Linked DNA regions of Mus musculus: regions 1, 2, 4, 5, 6 and 7 are each linked to region 3. Evidence: chromatin contacts called from public HiCAR-type and promoter capture Hi-C data. All regions are on one chromosome and are shown on one strand. Each heading gives the region's core, a stretch centred on a gene start, on an enhancer-like site or on the middle of the called end of the contact. The rest is flanking DNA. Distances are from core to core; before and after follow the strand shown. Region 1 overlaps Tnni3k (TNNI3 interacting kinase). Region 2 holds the start of Tyw3 (tRNA-yW synthesizing protein 3 homolog (S. cerevisiae)). Region 3 holds the start of 4930570G19Rik (RIKEN cDNA 4930570G19 gene). Region 4 holds the start of Cth (cystathionase (cystathionine gamma-lyase)). Region 5 holds the start of Fpgt (fucose-1-phosphate guanylyltransferase). Region 6 has its middle 19 kb from the start of Erich3. Region 7 overlaps Tnni3k (TNNI3 interacting kinase).

Region 1 (2,908 bases), core at 361-2,860, 1.6 Mb before region 3:
GGAGGAAGAACAAAGTTAGCTGTCTCTCGGGACCAGGAAGCTGTGACTGGGTAGAATTATGCCTTCCTGTCACTGTTAAACAAGGGCAGAATAATCGTCTTGACAATAATCTGGATGCTGGCTGAGCTGTACTGCTGGGCGAGCTGGTTGGCCTCTGGGAAGGAAAACTGCGTAAGAATGCAGACACCTCACATAGTCCCCATGAAAACACATCTGAGACTTTCTGACTGCCAGGATGTGCTGCTGATGGCTCTTTTGCATCATGAGGGTTGTCACTCAGCTACTGAGTGAGGACAAGATAAGCATCCCCATCACTGTGTGAATGAGTCTTCTGGAGAGTCACTGAGGAGGCACCTTTAAGTCAGATTCTGCCCCAGCCATGAGTCTACGCAATGGGATTGCTGATGGATGCTTGACGTACAAGGGGATTGCAGATATCTATGAAGGCAGGATGTGTCTGCAACCTTCCCCCACTCTTTGCAGAAAATATCTATATGTAAGCCAGGCATTCCCCAGAGTCTTATGTGAGAGTTCACTCATCAACAGCATGCTAAGCAAAACCAAGGGAATGTGATCAAAATGACAGACCATCAGAAGCTCAGGTGACACTGGAGAATATTAGGTTGTACTGGAGAGATGGCTCAGTGGGTTCGAGTGTCTGCCACCAAGCCAAATGACCTAAGAGAGAACTGACAGAGTCCTGCAAATTGTACTCTGCTAACTGCAGATGCACTGTAGCAGGCTCAACCCTCTTGTACAAAATTTAAGTATAGTAATTTTTAAAACCTTATTGAATAGTAAAATATTCTTTCAGAAAGATGATGATTGCTAATGTATTCTCTCATTTAAATCCAAGAAGTCAGGTATAATTGTTCTCTGAGAGTTCTTGCTAAGGAAAGTTCCATTGGAACAGGTTAGAGAAGATTACAGGAGGGGAGATTATTCACATGTGTACTGACTGGGTTCTACACCTGGGCTCTCAGCTCCCCTGTCCTCTGAACTTTCAAAGGCATGATACCCACAGCTAGCAGACTACCATACATGATCAACTATAGCTAAAGGCAAAGATAGTTTATGTGCCTGGCAAGTGGCTTTCTCCCCAGGCTGATTGAGTATTTATAAATAGAAAGTATTTCAAATGGTATCAATGCACTGTTATGTTTTATGTGTCAAATTCATGCTATGTAGTAGCTGCTAGAAATATAACCAGTAGGAGAGAATTATCAAGTTATCAAGCTTACTCCCCGCTTTTTAACGATTATTTCTGACTCTGGGTCCTTTCACACATTGTACTGAAACTTTAGAATTGTAAGAATCCAACATTAATGCATTTCAGCAAGCTGGGGTTGGAAACGGAGGAGTGGGAAAGGCAGAGATGCCGGCGGCGGCAGCATTAATATCATTACGGAAAGGTTAGCTGCTCAGGAAATCGACAAGACACTGAGGGGGTATCCGCCGAGTCTCCTAAGAAACCAGAGCAGAGAGAAATGAGGCCAGACAGAGAGAAGGTTTTGTTGACATTTTCAAAAGCCTCCTTTATACAGGCAGGGTCTCTGGAGAATGGAAGACAGCTGAGTAGGGAACCAGCAGCTCTAGCAAATTAGAGGTCAGTGAGCTCGCAGCAGCCTCGGGGAAGCACTGGCAGAGAGAGGCAACCTTCCTACCCCTCCACACTCAGCTCCTGGGTGAGGGAAGGAAAGAGAGTTCCAAGCCAGCGAAGCAGCAGGCTGCCCTGACTTGGATGTGATCATCGGCTCAGGGGTAGCTCTGTTGTGTTAAGGAAAATGACAAAAAACCAAATCCCTTAGAAAACCAACATTGAACATGGATTTTTACAGAACTCGTGCTCGGAACTTTCCGTGCTCAGTTAAAGACACAGGATTCAGAGGTGGCTTAGAACCCGCCTCCAGGTGTGGGCTGGCTGAGCTGAGGGTTCTGATGGTACTCAACACAGGAGATGGCCTGCGGCAGGTCTGTTCTCCAACACCGGTGGATAACAGATGGGTGCCGCTGATTCCAGTATGGACCCTCAGATATGAAGGGGCTTAGTATCGAAGGGAGGTTACGTAAATGAGGTATTGCATAAGACAACTATTGTTAGGACCAGTGGATGCAGTGAAAAATTAAATGAGTCGTTCTAACAGGTAAGAGAGGAGAGATTTTAAGTGGCTCTCAGAGGACATTTTAAGTTATTTCTGTGGACGCACAGAGAACTAACTACTCAGGCCTCATAGTCTTATGGCACCGGAGAAGGGAAACAGAATCAGGCTGCGCCGCTGTTCCCAGCTGGGGAAGCTTAAATCAGACGAAGTTTGCTGAGGGTACTTATGACATAATCAGCCTCTGGAAACTAGGCAGTGAGGACTGTAGAGGCGCTGGAGTATCCACACAGAGAAAGTCAAGATGAGGCGGATGGAGAATTTCTGTTTAGATAATGGGTAGGAACTGAAAAGTCAGAAGAAAATGGTTCCTCCCGCAAGTTATGGGAGCCGAGGACAAAGAGCCAGGCTTCCAAGTCAGAAATGCAAGTCGGAGTGGAGGCCAGACAGCAACACCTGAGCAGGTTCACACGGAGGATAGAGTAACTTGTCATTCATAATCATTGAGGTGCCCTTCTGCTACGGGTGACACAGCAAAGTGCTCTGTGTGCTGAAGTCATAGCTTGTGTTTAAATATTCTTTCTTAAAGGTAAAAGGGGGTGTGCGTGCGTTTTGACTGGTGTGGGCTACCAACGTGTGCAGACGAGTGCTTTAGCTGAACGGTGTAGCTCATGTTCTTGCACATAATCAATCAGGTATTTGGACCATGTTCTGGCCCAGGAACATATGTCCCCACTTTCCCAAAGCCATTTTTATGTTTTGTACCTAACTAATAATTGAACTTCAAGATGAATGGATGAAGTATGTTA
Region 2 (3,028 bases), core at 378-2,877, 2.0 Mb before region 3:
TTTCTAATAAAGCAGAGTAAAAATAAATAGCCACCAAGTATAAGATACATAAGCTAGACAAGGTTCAGAAAGCATCCTATGACAACTCAGAATGGACAGCCACTCTTAAGTGGGCACTGTGCTTGTCTGCACCTCTTTCTGTGTCTGGCATAACAGTGGAGCTTGGAGAGTCGTGTCTCAGCTATGTAGATATAGGGGAAGCATTATAGGACAGCTACTCCAGAAGCTGAGGCAGGAGGACCACAGGTTCCAGGAGTTCTTGGTCTATTAAATGTGTTCAAGATCAGTCTATGCAGCTTTGAAAGATCCTGTTTTAGAAGGTTTAAAAAAAAAAAAAAACAAAAGGTAGGGAGGAGGCTGGAAGTTTCACTCAGTGGTAGAGTGTTTGCTGAGCATGATCGAGACCCTAAGTTCGGTTCTCAGTACTCTGCCACTCCTAAATGAAGAACAGGAACAAGACAAAGACAAGTAACTAAAGAAAATAGTTCAATCTTGGCAGTTGGTTAAAATGAGGAAAGGATTGCAGGTTACAGAACAATATAAATTTGGATTTTCTAAAGTAAATTCTGCTTAAAAATGAAAATATATAAAATATATATCATATTCTATTATGATTATATTTTGTATAATCATAATTATAATATGTTTTCATTATAGATATTTTACACATAGTATATACATATATATTTATACATTTATAAATATATTATACATATATGTGTATGCATCCCTCATATGCATATACATATGAATGTGTTGTGAAACATGGCTTGGAGAAGAGACAACAGTGTTTTGGAGACTCGTCTGAATAAACCCAGGCAGGGCAGTTGTAGAAGAGGTGTGGGCAGCTAGCTTGTGAGCAAGAGTGTCCATGAACAGAACGGGAGTGGTGGAAGCAATATAAACATGAACAGACCTCGATAATCTGGGACTTCAGTACGTGAAGAACCAAGCGGAACCTAGCGACTTTTAACCAGCAATATGGGGCCAGGCACGATGAGAAATGTTGGAAATAAATTACCCTATTTCACGTGTTGTCTAGTTATCCTGTGTTGTGGGACAGGAAGAGGATGAGAGCGTGCAGCCAGGGGCTTTGACCATGTATCTACAGTACTGTTTCATTTAGAGCTAAAATGCCCAGGGCTGTAATAATGACACCGGCCACCAGGGGGCAGCGACCCCTTAACCTTCGGGCGCCCATCTCATAGCGACAGTGATTGGGTTAGCGCGGCTCGAGGGCGAGCGTGACCGAAGGGACTTGGAGACTCGAGCTCCTCCAGCGCTCTGTAAATCCAATCCCCAGCCTTCGCCACTTAAGCTAGCTCCACCATCACCCGGAGGACGCATTAGCATTGCACAGCCTCCCCCGGCCCGGGCCTCACCCCGTCCAGAAGGAGGATGCGCCCTGCGCAGGAGCTGGTGGTGAAAAACTCTTCCCGCGAGTTCAGGAGCTCCACCACCTCCACCGCGTCCTCGTCCACACTGCCCTTGCGGCTAAGGTCCGCCTTGCTCAGACTCTGCGCCTTCCACCGGCCGAACTCCGCGCTACGGTCCATGAGCGAGCGAGCGAGCTGGGGTCGGCTTTCTGCTCTGGAATGCGCCTTCTTCTCCATGGGCGCAGCCATATTGCCGCCACGGTGGCCGGAGAGGACCAAAGTTCCCCATTGGCGCAACCAGGAGCAAGACGTGCGCCGCCAGACCGTACAGGCGTAAACCGAGAGGGGGAGCCTAGCGAAGTTAGGGAAAGCCAGCCCACCTCTTTCCCCACAGACCTTCTGGAGCTTAGGAGGTTTTGTTTCCTACTCTAGAGGAGGGTAAGTCACCCAGGACCGCAAGCAAGGTCCTACTCTTGTCTGCCGGGAGGCTTTTTTTTTTTTTTTTTTCTTTCTTTCAAGTTCTAGGCTCCAGGAGATCTATCTGCACTGGAGAACTGCACAGCAGGCGGCCGGTGGTTCCGACTGGGGTAGCTGCCTACTGATGCCTGGGGATTTCTGCCGCCACCCAGGCACTCGCGCCCCAACTCCGGGTTCACAACTTCCCAGGTGCAGGTAGAGGAGGTCTGTGTTCTGTCCTCCGGTGTGTATGCAGTGGGCGTTGTTATTCCTATTTTTAGACATAGTGGCACCCACCTACAGTAGTCTTCAAAAGAAAGAAGAGAGACCTAGAGAGAGTCAGAGACAGAGGGACACAGAGAGGGACAGAGTTAGAAAAACCTAATACATTGTTAACTACATCTTGCGCATTTACAGTTCCCAGAGTTCCTGCCTCAGTCTTGTGACCAGAAAAGACCTGTTAATGATTGAAAGTGCAGAGGCCACTGTGTGGACTTCGTGTCCACCTCGAGCCCCTGAAGCCACCATAACTCCCCGCTGGCTCCTGCCCTAGGAAATGCAGCTTGTAGCAAGCAGCATTCTGTCACACTGAAGCGGGGCCTGCCCTGTCCATGAGATGCTGCAGGGGTACAGAGTGATCAGTGTGAAAGCAAGACCGTGACAACATCATATAGCCAGAAGACTTGGACTGGATACTTTAATTTTCATCATTTATTCGTGTTTCCAAGTTAATAGTAAGCCACAAGCTTCCATGAGCCATTCTGGAACAGTGGCAGTACATTTTATAACTATGAGGCCTCTTTTTTAGTCTTCATTTAAAACTCTCTCTAGAAATCAATTTTATTTTATTTTGCTCTTTTTTCCACACCGTGTGTATTCCTGGTGCACTCAAAGGACAGAAGAGGGTATTAGATCTCCTGGGACTGGAGTTAGAATAGGTTTCGAGCCTGAGTCACCAAGTTGGTGCTGGAAAGCCAAATGAAGCCCTCAGCAAGAGGATAACAAGTGTTCCTTGCCGCTAGCCCTAACCTTGGCCCTCTGCACTTCATTAGTAATATGTCTTTCCTCTTGAGTTTGAGAGTTGACTCACTAACTCTATGTTAAGATATACATACGTCTAACATATCCCCTACCCATTTAACTTTCATTTAAACCAATGAATGAGTTTCAATCAGTCTAGAGGAGGAATTTTTAAC
Region 3 (2,741 bases), core at 184-2,683:
GGCGTTCAGAAAAAAATAAAAGAATAAAATAAATAAATAAATAAATAAATAAATAAATAAATAAAGGAGTTCAAATGAGCACCAGTGAAAGACGAATGTGTTTTGTAAATACCGCTACAGGCGGAAGGTGGGGGAAACCAAGTGGTGAGGGTAAGTTATTTCTAACCACCAGCTTCCCAAACTCCTCATGGGCACTGGAATCGCTGTTCTGGATTCAGATTCTCTCATTGATTTGCAAATCGCCTGGAAGACCTCTAGGATCTTAGGGTTGAAAATGAGTGCCAGAAAGGGGGTGGGGGGGGGGGAAGAGTGGACTATGGGGTGACCCCCGTGCCTTGTACCCTGTTTTGCCCTGACCTGGGCGTAGGCTAGCAGATCCGCGGGACACTGCTTGCCCCTTGAGGGGTTGAGGTTACTGCTCAAAGGATGCAGGTCCACCCCAACTGGGAGGCGGTGAAAAAAAAAAATACAACTGGGACTCTTTAAAGCCGAGGAATGCCTTGGCTTCAACCGAATGCGCAAGCCTTCCGCCCAGTAGGCTCAAATGGGTTAAACTGCCTCTTACATAACAGGACCGCCTAGCTCCACACAATTAAAACACTGATTGCAGCCTCCTCCAACTCTGCATCCCAGTAAGGCCCGCCCATCCCTCCCGTTGCGCCTGCGTGTCGCGCGCTCCCGGGCCCAGCACGCGCCCTGCACACTCCATCTCCCTCTCACAAGTGGACACTCTGTGCTGACACCACACGCGCACACACACTCATGCGCAAGTTAGTATCAAGACGCACAGAGAAGGGCAGGCGTTCTCCAGTACGCACAGGCGGACTCACACACGCACTAGCTTTCGGTCGGCATGCCCGAATCACTATACTGTCCCCGTAAAGCAGCAGCGCCGCCACAATCCCTGCTTATCTCCAAGAGAGGGTGAAAAGAAATACCCCCACTAAAGGAAAAATAAGGAACGGAGGGAAGGAAACAGGAAGGGGAGAGAAGAGAGGAGAGGAGAGGAGAGGAGAGGAGAGGAGAGGAGAGGAGAGGAGAGGAGAGGGGAGGGGAGGGGAGGGGAGGGGAGGGGAGGGGAGGGGAGGGGAGAGGAGAGGAGAGGAGAGGAGAGGAGAGGAAGAGAGAGAAGAGAGAGCTAACTGGCAGTTTATTAACAGCGCTATTAGCTAGTCAGGATTAAAAAAAAAATACAAGACAACAACAAAAAAAGCCAACTCACTCAGTCTCAGGCGTCATGATGGCGCCGACCCCAACTTGAGCACTTTAAAGTCGGGGGCCCGAGGAGCCGAAAGCACCAGAGGGCAGGCCTGGCCCTTATGCCCTGACTTCCCAGCCCCGCGGCTCGCAAAGCTCTCTAGTTCGCGCTGCCAAGCCGGACTAGACCTCGGCGTATCCTCAGTCGCCCTAGCTTCCCAGTCCCTCTTCTTTCCTCTTTTTGATCTATCTCTTTCGCTTCTCCGGCCCCCCTCCCTGCCTGGTCCTCCATCCCTGGGCGGGGTTGCTACGGAAACGGCCGCTTGGCAACGCGCGCGAGCCCGGGGGCCGCCGGCCGCTGCTGCGCCCCGCGCTGCCTGCGCCGCCTCCCGCGCTCTGCTCGCAGCCTCGCAGGACGGTGTGCGGCCGCCAGGGATTAGCCACGCTCCGGACGCGGCCGGGCGCCCCGAAGGAGGTGGAGCGCGGTGCCAGGGGGCGGGAGGGGAGGGAGGGAAGGCAAGCTGCAGAGGAGCAGAAAGGAGGCGAGGCCGGGGAAAGAGGGAAACTACGCCCGACAACTAGGGAGGGGGCGAGAAAGAGAAGAAACCCACCCACCCACTCAGAAAAAGGAAAAGAGGAAAAAAAATCTCGTGTGGCGCGCCGCCTGGTTATCGGGCAGCCTCGCCAGCAGCAGGGGGTGGGAGCCGACGCTGCCGGAGAGCGAGCAGCCTGGCAGGCACGGACATGGTGCTCCTGGCGCAGGGCGCTTGTTGCTCGAACCAGTGGCTGGCGGCGGTGCTTCTGAGCCTGTGCTCTTGCCTCCCGGCCGGGCAGAGCGTGGACTTCCCTTGGGCGGCCGTGGACAACATGCTGGTGAGGAAAGGTGACACAGCGGTGCTCAGGTAGGGACCGCGCGCCCTCTCTACACTTGCCTCAGTCTGTCTTTCCGTCCCTTTCCCTCTCTGCACCTTGCTTTACACCCAGAGTGAATCCTGCTGTTGCTCACGAGCAAAAACACCACACCTCAGGCTAGCCACGCATGACCCTTCCTGGGCTTCTCGGACCCCGGGGCAGGGGTCTGGCTGGATTAGGGAGAGAGGGAAAAGCGCTTTCCAAGCAGCCCGGGCTTAGGAAGTGTGGGGCTTGAAGGAGGGGCAGGTGCCACTTTGGAGCCAGGTCTCCGCTCTGCTGCCAGCGGTACTCCAGGAGTCTGACAAGTTTACAGGGCTTGTTTCTGCTTCACTCCGTAAGCGACTTTTCTCAACTGCTGGCTCTGTGCTCCATTTATTTTCCCTCTCACTTGAACAGTAAGATCCAAATATTCCATTCAGCTTTTTTCCCCCTCCTGTAGCTGCTTTCCTTCTGTGTTTCCCTCTTCCTCTGTCCCCTATCCCATTTCTCCAACTCCCTCTTCAGTCACCCCTATTGCCTCCAGTCTCTGGTTTACTCCTATGCTATAGTGTTCCCAGTGTTTCCCTCACACCTTAGTTCCTGTCATTCCTTATTCTCCCTGTTTTTCCAGATTTCCCTTTCCACTAATTTCC
Region 4 (2,770 bases), core at 269-2,768, 1.4 Mb after region 3:
TGATACATGTAACCCCTGAAAAGGGTTGTTCCACTCCCAAAGGGGTCACAGCCCAGAGGTTGAGAACTGCTGGCTTAGATGATGAAATGGCTTGAACTATTACATAGCTCAGTTACAGTGCAGCACCATGGAGTCAGTTGCAGAAGGGAGGGGTTCAAGATAAATTAAATCTTATAACCCTATTATCTCAGCTATCTCAGTTTGAACACTTGAGACCTTAGTTCAGGCTAGGATCCTTCTTGTTAACCTTCAGTGAGACTCTACATGTAACACACATAGATTTTAAGTACGCACTTGGTACATAAATACACATTAGCTATTAACTGAACATACCGACTGAAACTAATCTTAATTCTAGGATTTTCATTGTTTAGTGTGTGAGAGAGAGGAGAAAGAGAAAGAGACTGAGGGGGGAGGGAGGAAGAGAAGGACAGGGAGAGAGGGACGGAGTGGGTGAAAGAGACTGGGGACAGAGAGAAGAGAGGGAGGGGGGAGAGAAGGAGAGAGAGGGAGAGTGCAAGCCTTTGGGTGCATCAAAGAACAACTAAGGTGGTGGTTCATGCCTTTAATCCCAGCACTTGGGAGGCAGAGGCAGGCGGATTTCTGAGTTCGAGGCCAGCCTGGTCTACAAAGTGAGTTCCAGGACAGCCAGGGCTACACTGAGAAACCCTGTCTCAAAAACAAACAAACAAACAACAAAAAAAAAACAACTACAGGAGTTGGTTCTCTCCTTCCATCCTATAGATTATGGGATTGAATTATAGTAGTCAGGTCTGGTGACAAGCACCTTTATATACCTGCTGTAATAAACACCATGCCCAAACCAACTTGGGGAGGAAAGAGTTTTTTATTTTACTTCCATTTAACAGTTCACCATGGAAAGCAGTTAGGACAGGAACCTGGAGGCAAGAACTAATGCAGAGGCCACGGAGAGGTGGCTTCTTACTGGCTCGTTCACCCAACTTCTTATAGAACGCAGGGCCACTAGCCTGGGGGGGGGGGGCACCCACCATGGACTTATCCTCCCCCATCAATCTCTAATTAAGAAAATGCCTGCTTGCAGCCTGATCTACTGGAGGCATTGTCTCAATCGAGGTCCCCTCCTCTCTCGCTTGAGTCAAGTTGATATAAAACTAGTCAGCACGACTGCTGAGCCATTTCACCAGCCCAAGAGCCTTCATTTTTCAAAGTAGGACTGGCTGCAGGTAGCTTCGATGCTACAGAATTCAACAACTTACAGTTCTGGTTTTTAACTGAAAATCGCAGAGAGCGCATGTCCCGAGCGCTCCCACAGTCAGCCCAGCCCTGCCCGGCTGCTTACCGAGGACTGGCCCGGGAAGTCCTGCTTAAATGTGGTGGCCAACGAAATGGGCAGCACCACGGCACGAGAATTCCATTGCTCAGGCTCTTGTCCCACGTGGATGGCCTGAGTGGCGAAATGCTGGAAACTAGGCAGGAAGCCGCTCAAAGAGGCGTCCTTCTGCATGCTGGGGCAGGAGTGCGAGGTGTTGCTTTGGCTAAAACCTTCTGGACTTTGGCGCTTATATCCAGGGTGGGGAGGGGCCGACGCAACCAATCATCGCTGGTCCCTAGGCAGCGGCCCTGCTTATTGGTCGGCAGTGGAGGTGTTGCCCCGATCGTTCCTGCCCCGCCTCCCAGTGGCACAGAGCAGTGCCCACGTGGGACACCTCAGCACTGAGGTGCAGCACTCAGCCCAGAGATCCCCTTTGTCTGCAGGATAGGGACGCAACCTCCAGCAGCCTCGCGTGGCCCCAGAGTTCCGGCAAGGGTCACGCAGGCAGGTGCTTCCCTCGGATCTGAGGACCGCCACAGCTGTGCCACCAGCGCCCGCGTCTCTACTCTGGCCAAGATCAGGCCTTAAGGCCCAAGCTTTGCTCCCAAAAAGACGTAGCTTTGACCTAATTTTACACCTTGTCCGAGAACTGGGGAATTTAAGGAGTTTCTGTACCTGGGAAGTCGAACCTAAAACTTTGTTTTTTTTTTTGTTTTTTTTTTTTAAGATTTATTTATATTTACTTATTATTATATGTAAGTACACTGTAGCTGTCTTCAGACACACCAGAAGAGGGAGTCAGATCTCGTTACGGATGGTTGTGAGCCACCATGTGGTTGCCGGGATTTGAACTCAGGACCTTCAGAAGAGCAGTCGGGTGCTCTTACCTGTTGAGCCATCTCACCAGCCCGAACCTAAAACTTTGAAACACTGTTGAACGAATTTGGAAGGTGTTAAGGAATAAACAACTGATTTTAAAAGCTACGGTTTGGAAAAGCTACGAAGAGCAAACACAATCAGTATGCTTTTCAAATTAGCTCCAGACACAATCACCTTCCAGAACCAAGTGTACACTGCCAGAGGCACAGGGGAAGCGGGTAGCCTCTGAAACACTAACGGGTTACCATGCTTGCTTGATTAGTATTTCTCCTTTTAAAGTATGTTCTCAGCCTGAGTATATTTTAACGATGTGTTTGTGTGTGTGTGTGTGTGTGTGTGTGTGTGTGTGTGTGTATTGCACCACATGCATACTTGATGTCTACAGAGGTCAGAAAGGCTGTTGGATTCCCCTGGAACTGCATTTGGAAACAGATGTGATCTGCGTGTGGGAGAGAAAGCCAAGCCCTGGTGCTCTGGAACCAATGCTCCTGCGGGCAATGCTCTTGCTCCCTGAGCCATCTCTAAAGACGTAAGTACATTTTGATGAGATCACAGAAAACACCGAGGAGTAGAAGGGCCTGAAACAGTTCTGAGTCC
Region 5 (2,700 bases), core at 45-2,544, 1.5 Mb before region 3:
TTCTATACTTCCCCCCTTCTCACTAATGCACTTGACTAGAGATAGAGGAAGGCAAAGCCTACCTAACCCAGAACTCCTCTAATGTGCTTGAAATTGGTCCTGCGAGTTCACTTCAGGGTCTCTCTATCTTGGCAATGGGAGACCCAGAAGGCTGGACTTCTGCAGAATAAATACTCTTTGTGTTTACATACTGTTGGAATCTGGGGCATCATTCTTTGGTGACTCATTCTTCAGTGAATCATGGACTCTTCCACTACTTGACAGATTGGCTCTGAACTCATATTTATTTTCTATCTATCTACCACACGACCGATCGATCTACCTATTATCTATCTGTCTATCAATTATCATCGTCTATTTGTCTGTGCAATCCAGGTAGGTCTTGAACCTCGTTCCTACTGCCTTAGCGTCTCAAGTAGATGACAGTACAGACTTGCGACACCAGTCCTAGCTTCTAATATTTTTATTAACGATGATCAAACTACACTTTATATAAGCAATCAGAATACAACACAAACCCCAGGACTAAACTTCTCAATGAACTCATTAAATGACAAATTGCACTTTCAAGAATCAGTGGAACCCTCTAATCAGCAAAAATATTAATAAGGTTTTTAACAAGTTGAGAGAGAATGAGAGGGAGGGGAAAGATAAAGAGGGAGGGAGGGACTGAGATAAGAAGGAGGAATAGGTAGGAAAGGAGGGGGAAGGGGAGGGAGAAGGAGAGGAGAGAGACAGACATGTTAGCTTGGATTTAATAGTTCCAATCATTCTGGTATCCAAATATAAGACCGTACATTTTAGGCACTCATAAATATCAATTTTACCAGACAGCTGTACCCCAAACTTACATTATCAAATTTAAAGCCATGATTGCCTCCGTATTGGGGTTTACATTGGAATAAAGTGGAGTTAAGCAGCGGGGCTTGGGAAAAGAAAAGAAACAAGGTAACGACTACTGCAGACTCTAAGCAAAAGGTCTTCTACCACTGAGTTAAGCCAGTGTTACTTCCCGTTGGTAATTCTCTTACTGCTCCTTCCTGACATCTAAGTTTAGGCTCGCACAGAGAGGAGGAAAAGGGAAAAAGGGAAAAGTCTGGCTGGCCTGGCCAGGACGGAGCGGACAGGAAGGGGTATCGGACAGGAAGCTGCGCGGGGTCCTTGGGAAGGCGCTCTCCGTGCAGGGGGGCAGAGAACTCAGTTCCGCCTTGGTACCTCTCAGCTCAGAAAATCTGCGCAGTTTCCGCAGGGTGGCTTCGCGGAGAGACGCCATGGCCGACTTCCGGGAGCACACTTAGCACGCACGCGCACTCCAAACCCCGCCCCGCCCCGCCCCGCCCCGCCTCCTCCATGCTCTCCACGTCACCGCGGCCCTGGAAGCGCCCTGAGACTTGAAAAGCTAGGATGGCGTGAGCGTGCGCAAGCGGCGTTTCCTGGGCAACGATCTGTGGGGCAGATGGGCGGGCACCTAGCGGGGTCGGGTTGTGCGGAGCTCTGGGTTCCTGCCTTACCGTGTCTGACAACCCGCGGTGCGACCGAGAAGACCAACCCACCCACCATTAGTGGATCCACCACCCAGATGCTGAGGTGACCTGCCCGCACGGAGCTCCTATTCCTGTCAGAAGCCTCCCAGGGAGGCCAGGCCCCTGAACCAGAGAGAGGCTCGGCTCTGTGGGATGCTTTCTGGTGGGCCAGACTACTCTGCACCCTTCAGTTGTCCAACTTCCCAGGCCCAGTACTGAACTAGCGCCTTTAGCCAGCACTGCACACTCTGTTGTGTTCACTTGCTTCAAGGAGATTCAACCAAAGGTGCCAGATATTGGAAAGAACCAGTCTTACTTAATACACTTTCATAGAGTGGTTATATGTGTTTCTCTTGTAGAGTGCATAAGTTTATATCGAGTACTACAGGTTGATCTCTTTAATCTTTCACATAGTACATAGAGAGGAACGCTATTTGAGGAAGCCATTTCAGTCTGAAACCCAGAAATCTTACCACTACAATTTGACTTGAGAAGCTTCTCTTCTTTAAAATCTAACTCAGAATTCTGCATAGCAGCTCCCTATGAACTTTTAAGTTTCTGAGTAAGCTTAGTTTTTCACTTAAAGCCTTGACCTCAGCATTTAATTCTGTATTTAAAGTGGACACATTTGTGGGGAGGAGATAACTGTTTCACAATACACTCCGGCTGAAGGAAATTAAGAAAATACAGAAAGGCCCGATAGATAATAACAGCAATAGCAGTCAGAGCTTGTAATTTATAGTCTTGAGTGAACTGGAGTCATCCCAGGTTTTTGGTGACCTGCCTTATGTTTAAAGGGCACAGACACACTGAAGTATGTTGGTGGGTATGGCAAGAATATAAGCAGAGCTTTATTTGGAGTCTACTAAAGTAACACAAACAGGAAAGATTTGGTGGAAATTTAAAAGATAATAATGGGAGATGGAGAGAAATTGCTTAGATTATAGAAACACTTAACCAACAACACCTGTCCAATAAATAAGTGTGGATTGTGAGAGAAATTACTAAAAGATGCTGAAAGTGGATGACATGACATTTAAATGAGCTGAGGAAAGGTATGTATGGGGAAGCATAGTGAAGTCATAAGAGAAGACCTGTAATAATATTGGATATGTAGAATAAACTAGTGCAAATATAGTAGAAATTGTTGTGTGTCTGTGCATCATGTATGTGGTTC
Region 6 (2,838 bases), core at 168-2,667, 1.9 Mb before region 3:
GGCAGAGTTCACAGCATATTGAGGTGCATGCTAGGTGTGTCCATTCCTTATTGGTCTCAAGTGTTGTGACAGAACATTTGGCAAAAGCCCTGTGAAGGTCAGGGCTACTTTGAGTCACAGTTGAGCGTACAGTCCACTCTGGTAGATGGTGGTCACTTTGCACCCACATCTGGAAGCAGAGAGGTGAAAGCAGGTGCTCAACTTGCTTCCTACTTTATATAAGCCCACGCCTCCGTCATCTCATGGGACAGTGCCACTCAGATTTAAAACAGGATTTCTCACTTGAATGAACATAATCTAGAAGCTCTCTTTCAGACATGACCAGAGATTTGTTTTCCTAATGATCCTAGATTCCCACCCGGTTGATTTCAATATGAACAGGTACAGAAGAAAAGCCAATATGGCACTGAAGGGCATGAGAGAGTTGGTTGGGAAAAGGTTTGCATCTTGTTAGTGAACATGTACTTAGATTAGGAGCGCTGGAACCTTACATATGTTAAAGCCGTTCTAATGTAGCCTCACATGGAACTGAGGAAATGCTTTATTTGAAACTGGAGGTCAAATAATCTTTGTTGTGGAACAACACAGAGCACTGGCAGAGCACTTGATGGACCTGTGTCTAGGGCAGTGTTTGTGAAAGTGGAAGAACAGAGGCAGAGGAAGTCAGGTTACCTGCTCCAGTGACAGAGCCGATATTGGGGGAGGTGGACCAAGCAGCATCAGGAGTCTTAACAGTTATCTACCCCAACCTCTCCCAAAGGGATACAGGGTGAGGGGGCTGCGGGTGGGGAGTGGGTTGGGGAAAGACTGCTGTAGGCTGGAGAAATGAACTCCTCCTTGGGCTCCAGCAGGGATCATTGCCTTCAGAAGGAGCTCCCGGCCCTGACTGTCACCTTGTTTGGGAGGTTCCCATTTTAGAATTGGGAAGAGCTGGCGTGTTACTTGTTGCTCATCTCTCAGAACCCTTAACGCAATTTTAATTAATTAATGCGTTTGAACATGCAGGCATGCATGAGATCTTGGTCGCCAAGCTTGTGTGCAAGCACCTATAAGGACTGAGCCACAAAGACACTGGACTGGACAGTGTTGTTGGGTGAACTAGACTATGGTATTGGTAGAGATCAAACGTGAGTTCACATAGGCACATAAGGTCTGTACGTGCACATCTCTGGCTGGCTTGGGACTTTTGAATACAGTAGCGTCTCTGCACCCTCCCTTACAGAATGATCTAAAAATATCAGCAATCTCAATAAATGTTGGTGACTAATGACGGTGATTGTGCCTCTGCTTTGCTTCAGATTTCTATGGGACATACTGTTTGGGGCCAGATGGAGGAACTGTTCGGAACTGCTGAGTTTCGTTTCTATAGATCCCTGTTTATACATCCTGCCTGGTGGGTGGTGAGGGTTCCGGGATATGTGCTGAAAAGCCGCATCTGGGAAAGCAGGGCTCACAGTGACTCAGCACCAGGCTCTGAAGGAAGCGGCTGTGCGTGGAAGCTGGGAAGCAATCCAGCACAAACACAAACACAGCATGCTTTGTTTCCTCTCGGGCACTCTTCCAGTCCCTGAATTCAGAGAGCAGACCTTCTGCACCAGGAACCTGGGGTTACCCATCATTTAAAAAAAAGAAAGACAGAAAGCTAGACTGGTCTGGACAGTGATCAGTGATTGGTAGGTTTAGGTGAATGGCATGACCTTTTAATGGAGTGATTCAAATGGGGTCAGTGATGGACAGTGAGCAAGAGAGATCACAGGTCAGCAACAGTGACACTGAAGGTCAGCTATGACAACTGATACAGACAAAGGGAAGGAAGTAGTCTGGTCACCACACCCAGGTCACGTACCCTTTTCTCACCCATTGCCGAAAACAAAATCTGAAAATGTACGGTGAAAGTGGATGAAACAAAGCTCTGCTAACCTCTGTTTGTGGCCTGGTCAGTTGATCTCTTATAGCTGGGCTGATGTTGAGACCTTGTGTTGTCATGTACGGATGTCACTCTTCGGAACTACAAAACGGAATTTTACACACACACACACACACACACACACACACACACACGTATAATTTTGTGTTGGGCCACATGTGCTCAATAGAAGCAAAGGCTCATTAGAAACAACGGAGGGCTATGGGCCCACGCCAAACACACATAAAGAGTAAGACCACAGTCTTGGTTGTACAGACTGGGATCCTTTCTCTAGAAACCGAGTCTTGCTGAGCAGAACGAGGCTGACATTTTAAATTATCTATTGAAAAGTTGACCATTGAGCTAGGTGTGTACATCATTCACTAGATACAACTTCTTCTCAATTAATTAATTAGTCTGCATTTCTAGGCCAAATACAAACATATTCAGTCATTGTCTGAAAATGCAATCATGAATGCTGGGTGAGCCTGGAGGGTATGGTGTGTCTGCCAAGTTATCACAACTGGCTATGTGACACTGGAGAGTGGTTGTGGAAGGACTCCTTTTACAGGCAAAATCCCAACCAGGGACATACATTTTTCCCTAAATAGGAATGGATAGCAAATGGATGAGTATAAAAATGTCCAGCTTGCTCTCCTAAAGCCTCATTCAGACTGAGGGTGGGCCATCTAGCATCCTGCACACATAGCACACATACCCCTCCAGCCTCAGTGGGACTGGGGAGCATCCTGCACACATACTCCTCTGGCAGAAGCTGAGAAAACAGAGGAAGATTATAATTGGGTGGTACTAAAGGTGACTGGCCATTGGTATTAGAACCTGAATATTTAGCAAGGTATGAAGCCTGAATTAGAAGAAGGGCTGCTTTGTTCATCAATAGTGAGACTGAAGCTCTTGCCTCCACAACTTTT
Region 7 (3,042 bases), core at 360-2,859, 1.7 Mb before region 3:
TGCTTTCTGAGCCTCTGAAATCTTTTCTGTTTTTATACTGGACTCTAGTTTCAGCAGGCACACCTGCAGGAATTAGGTAAAGGTCTATGCCACAGGCATCAGTGATTTCTTTCCTGCCATGGACTGTATCCATTGGTATTGCAGACACAAGTCACAAGGATGTGTCAGTGAATTAATATAGAAACAGCCTCTGCAAAGGAGGCAGTCACACTTTCAGTCTCATGGACACCTGGGGCTGGAACTGCTTCTAAGTGGAGGCTTTACAACTTGCAGGAAGTAAGCTATGGAGGCGAGGGGCATCTTGATCCATTAAAGACTGCAGTGGCATGCCTTTGATCTTGTTGTACATTCTCAGGCACGTACCTGTATGATGCTAGTTAAAGAGCAGACTGAGGCTAGCTTGTCTCCTTGGGCCGGTCTGTCTTTCCAACAGATTACCACAGATGTGGAAGCTGCTGCCTGGGGCCACACAGTGAGAATCAAGTGCATACTCACTTGCCTCAGTATGGAGGTGGGTCCTGAAACCTGAAACCCCACACAGGGAGGGATTTTGTGGTCATGTGGGGGAGTAGTATGAGAACAGCCCCCCTCTTTGTCACAATTCCTCAGCAAGGAGTGAAAAGCACACACTTTAGAGTCAACTGGATCCAGGCTCAGATCATGGCCCTGCTGTTCACTAACTGTAAAGCCTCCAGCAGGTTGTTCATCCTTTCTGGCTTCAGCCTGCTCATTTGGGGAATACTGATTGAAGGTTGATGGTTCTGCCACGCGGAAGAGCTGTGGTTGGCAGTGTTATAACTGGCCTAGAAAAAATTCACAATGTCTCAACCAAGGTGGCTAATGATCAGAGTACACAATGTATCTTCTTCCATGGTTTGGCTAGTTTGATATTATTATCAGTGGGCATAGCAATGATATGCTACCCACTCTAGATATTTCCCCCAGAGCTGAGATAAGGCCCACCTCTGCCGAAGGAGCAGTGCTACAACACTTACTGGGAAGGAAGCACTTCATCACGATCAGGAAACAAAACAGATTTCATCTGCTCACTGTCTTTGTGAAAGAGAATCTGCAGCATGGAAAATACCCACTCATGAATTTTTCAGACTTATTTGAGATTGAAGCTCTTCAAACATCTGCTCATTAATGTGGGCATCCAGCTAATGTCATAGATATTAATAGCAGATGCTGTTCTCTCTCCTGTAGTTAATACAGGAGCGGCTTTCTTCCTGGGCCCATAATGTTTTCTGATAGCTTTAATTGCTATTACTTAAGTAGAAGAAATACTGAATACCATAGATTCTAAAGAGATAGTAAGAAACAATGCTCCTTTAGAATAACAAACATCCTTTTTAAATATCAGTGAGCCAAAGGAAGAGAGCTGTCACTCTTGCTATTCTACGGGGGTTAGATTCGGTCCATACAGAAGATACTAAAGGTGAAAAGAAAGAGAATCTATGGAAATTAAAGCTGTCACTCTGTGCAGTGCCATTGTGTGAGCAGCTTCAAAAACCCATTTGGAAATCATGGCTCTTGTAACACAGTCATTACTGAGACACTAGCATCACCCACTTATTACTGCAAACATAGCAACAGTTGCCATGTGAGCAAGAGATCTGTAACACAAACAGTGGAGTCGGTTGGTGCAGGGTGGGGCTGGCTGGAGTCAGGGCTGCTGTGGCTGAGCGCAGTGCTACCTGTACCGGTTTAATTAGGCTGGCTGTTCTCTCTGGTCCCTGTGCCGTGTCCTGTCAGACATTTCCAGAGAACAGAAGCAGTCTCAAAAGGCGGCATTTCGGATTAAATCTTACATTCGGTGGCACACAAACAGAACCAAAGGCAGAATTTTGCTTTGATGTGCACAAGGGTAGACACGTGGCCCAGGCTTCCTTTTCATTTCCAGGAATGGAACCCTCACAGAACCCTTGTCATTAGAAAGCCCGGTCCACTTGTTGCTGTCACAATATGCCACTCCGTCTAATTGAAAATGGAGAAGTCTGTCATCATTTGCTTAGCAGTTTGCCTCTGGTGAATCTTCACAGGTTCCCTTTATGTGGCTGGGAATTAGTTAATTAGTATTACAAAATGCATCAGGAGGAACAGGCCCTTCGGTTACCAGGGAGGCCCTTTCAGGCTGCTAACAAGCTTGCCATGGGACAGGGAGAGCTGAAGAATGGTGGCAGAGCCGCCCAGCTGAGGAAGACATCTTTCCTTGCTCGCTCGCTCGACTGAGCCGTTGTAACCTAAATATGTCACTTTCTCAGTCTTTCTCAGTCTCGTGCAATGCGTTATATGTGGCGTAACTCCTGGTCCTTAAAGCTTTCTCTTTAAGAAGTACCGATTTTACACAGGCACAGGGTTTTCTTCTATCTCCCCTTTCATTAATTTCCCATTCTCCCAGCACTTCTTCTGAACAGAATATTTTGTTTGATATTCTTTCTTTGACATTTTTCACAGAGAGAGAGAAAGGTTGTTTCAATCTAAGGGCGGCTTTTAAAAGTCAGGGACAGATTGACATTTTTTCCTCACTCCTTAACTTTGACGCTGTATGCCTTTGTTAGGGGGATTTCTCCAATCTCTCGCCGCTGCACTCCCTGCAGCGCCCCCACTGAGGGCCAGATGGCGCCAGTGAGCAAGCCAACTTATAAGTGAGGTTAACAGTGCTGTTTAGGGTTCTCACCAGGGGAGGGAGTCCTGCAGGGGCCCCTTCTCACTGATTCTGTGGAAAGATAAGAAAGCAGAATCCCAGAGGTCTGAGGGTAGTCCTTGGCACAGTGGGATCTTTATTTCACTCCCGAATCTGGGAATTGTTGGCAAATGCCACTGTGTTGCTTTACAGGTGTGATACCAGGGGCTGTGCTGAATAAAGAATTTTTATAAAAAAATATTAAGTGGCTTTTGCACTACCGATGAATATTCTAGATTTTTGAACCTTCATGGAAATAATTTTAACATCTACTTCCTTTAACTTTTGTTTTGTGCGTGTGTGCCCTTGTGCGCGCTTTTGTGTATGTCTTTCTCTCTCTGTGTGTGTCTTTGTGT

The links. Promoter capture Hi-C pulls out the DNA fragments that hold promoters and counts their contacts. HiCAR-type assays count read pairs that join an accessible place to other places.
Region 1: a promoter capture Hi-C map of hippocampal neurons shows a contact between it and region 3, with 6 times the contacts expected there. The contact joins the enhancer-like site here to the promoter of 4930570G19Rik in region 3. A contact is called at or near these places in 7 of 39 promoter capture datasets (the 3T3-L1 cell line, embryonic stem cells, hippocampal neurons and 2 more), 1 of 484 Hi-C or Micro-C datasets (cortical neurons) and 1 of 9 other capture datasets (embryonic stem cells).
Region 2: a contact with region 3 is called in a promoter capture Hi-C map of hippocampal neurons, with 12 times the contacts expected there. The contact joins the promoter of Tyw3 here to the promoter of 4930570G19Rik in region 3. A contact is called at or near these places in 5 of 39 promoter capture datasets (the 3T3-L1 cell line, cranial neural crest, embryonic stem cells and 2 more), 2 of 115 datasets of contacts at active chromatin or transcription factors (VIP interneurons and astrocytes) and 1 of 9 other capture datasets (embryonic stem cells).
Region 4: a HiCAR-type map of astrocytes shows a contact between it and region 3, with 3 times the contacts expected there. The contact joins the promoter of Cth here to the promoter of 4930570G19Rik in region 3. A contact is called at or near these places in 1 of 39 promoter capture datasets (cranial neural crest) and 1 of 115 datasets of contacts at active chromatin or transcription factors (astrocytes).
Region 5: a contact with region 3 is called in a promoter capture Hi-C map of hippocampal neurons, with 9 times the contacts expected there. The contact joins the promoter of Fpgt here to the promoter of 4930570G19Rik in region 3. A contact is called at or near these places in 7 of 39 promoter capture datasets (the 3T3-L1 cell line, cranial neural crest, embryonic stem cells and 4 more), 3 of 484 Hi-C or Micro-C datasets (cerebral cortex and cortical neurons), 7 of 115 datasets of contacts at active chromatin or transcription factors (VIP interneurons, astrocytes, embryonic forebrain and 4 more) and 1 of 9 other capture datasets (pancreatic islet).
Region 6: a contact with region 3 is called in a promoter capture Hi-C map of hippocampal neurons, with 11 times the contacts expected there. The contact joins the enhancer-like site here to the promoter of 4930570G19Rik in region 3. A contact is called at or near these places in 8 of 39 promoter capture datasets (the 3T3-L1 cell line, cranial neural crest, hippocampal neurons and 3 more) and 2 of 115 datasets of contacts at active chromatin or transcription factors (SST interneurons and forebrain).
Region 7: a contact with region 3 is called in a promoter capture Hi-C map of hippocampal neurons, with 16 times the contacts expected there. The contact joins the enhancer-like site here to the promoter of 4930570G19Rik in region 3. A contact is called at or near these places in 8 of 39 promoter capture datasets (the 3T3-L1 cell line, cranial neural crest, hippocampal neurons and 4 more), 5 of 484 Hi-C or Micro-C datasets (cerebral cortex, cortical neurons, forebrain and 1 more) and 9 of 115 datasets of contacts at active chromatin or transcription factors (SST interneurons, VIP interneurons, astrocytes and 6 more).

What each region holds. Positions count from the first base shown.
Region 1 is chr3:154,926,356-154,929,263 of GRCm38.p6, forward strand. All of the region lies in intron 17 of Tnni3k (TNNI3 interacting kinase), which reads right to left. Among named protein-coding and RNA genes, the nearest start is that of Tnni3k, 130 kb to the right of the region's middle. Within about 2 kb of position 1,611, at least 18 of the 459 cell types and tissues checked have an H3K27ac peak or open chromatin away from gene starts, as enhancers often do. A contact at or near this core is called in hippocampal neurons, where this site is marked.
Region 2 is chr3:154,595,471-154,598,498 of GRCm38.p6, forward strand. Tyw3 (tRNA-yW synthesizing protein 3 homolog (S. cerevisiae)) reads right to left here and starts at 1,628. Exons shown (of 6, transcript NM_172474.5): 1 at 1,383-1,628. The coding sequence starts at 1,556. It overlaps Cryz (crystallin, zeta), which reads left to right and starts at 1,241. Exons shown (of 9, transcript NM_009968.4): 1 at 1,241-1,814.
Region 3 is chr3:156,560,254-156,562,994 of GRCm38.p6, forward strand. It overlaps 4930570G19Rik (RIKEN cDNA 4930570G19 gene), which reads right to left and starts at 1,434. Exons shown (of 4, transcript NR_040399.1): 1 at 1,223-1,434. It overlaps Negr1 (neuronal growth regulator 1), which reads left to right and starts at 1,541. Exons shown (of 7, transcript NM_001039094.3): 1 at 1,541-2,099. The coding sequence starts at 1,942.
Region 4 is chr3:157,923,545-157,926,314 of GRCm38.p6, forward strand. Cth (cystathionase (cystathionine gamma-lyase)) reads right to left here and starts at 1,519. Exons shown (of 12, transcript NM_145953.2): 1 at 1,322-1,519. The coding sequence starts at 1,486. 1810013D15Rik (a long non-coding RNA gene) reads left to right here and starts at 1,664. Exons shown (of 6, transcript XR_867796.2): 1 at 1,664-1,802; 2 at 2,559-2,702.
Region 5 is chr3:155,092,084-155,094,783 of GRCm38.p6, forward strand. It overlaps Fpgt (fucose-1-phosphate guanylyltransferase), which reads right to left and starts at 1,295. Exons shown (of 4, transcript NM_029330.2): 1 at 1,216-1,295. The coding sequence starts at 1,273. It overlaps Lrriq3 (leucine-rich repeats and IQ motif containing 3), which reads left to right and starts at 1,351. Exons shown (of 8, transcript NM_028938.2): 1 at 1,351-1,587.
Region 6 is chr3:154,690,959-154,693,796 of GRCm38.p6, forward strand. It overlaps a transcript of Erich3 not described here. Among named protein-coding and RNA genes, the nearest start is that of Erich3, 19 kb to the right of the region's middle. Within about 2 kb of position 1,418, at least 151 of the 459 cell types and tissues checked have an H3K27ac peak or open chromatin away from gene starts, as enhancers often do. A contact at or near this core is called in SST interneurons, forebrain and hippocampal neurons, where this site is marked.
Region 7 is chr3:154,815,287-154,818,328 of GRCm38.p6, forward strand. The region is part of intron 23 of Tnni3k (TNNI3 interacting kinase); the gene reads right to left. Among named protein-coding and RNA genes, the nearest start is that of Gm20389, 110 kb to the left of the region's middle. Within about 2 kb of position 1,610, at least 90 of the 459 cell types and tissues checked have an H3K27ac peak or open chromatin away from gene starts, as enhancers often do. A contact at or near this core is called in SST interneurons, VIP interneurons, cerebral cortex and 7 more, where this site is marked.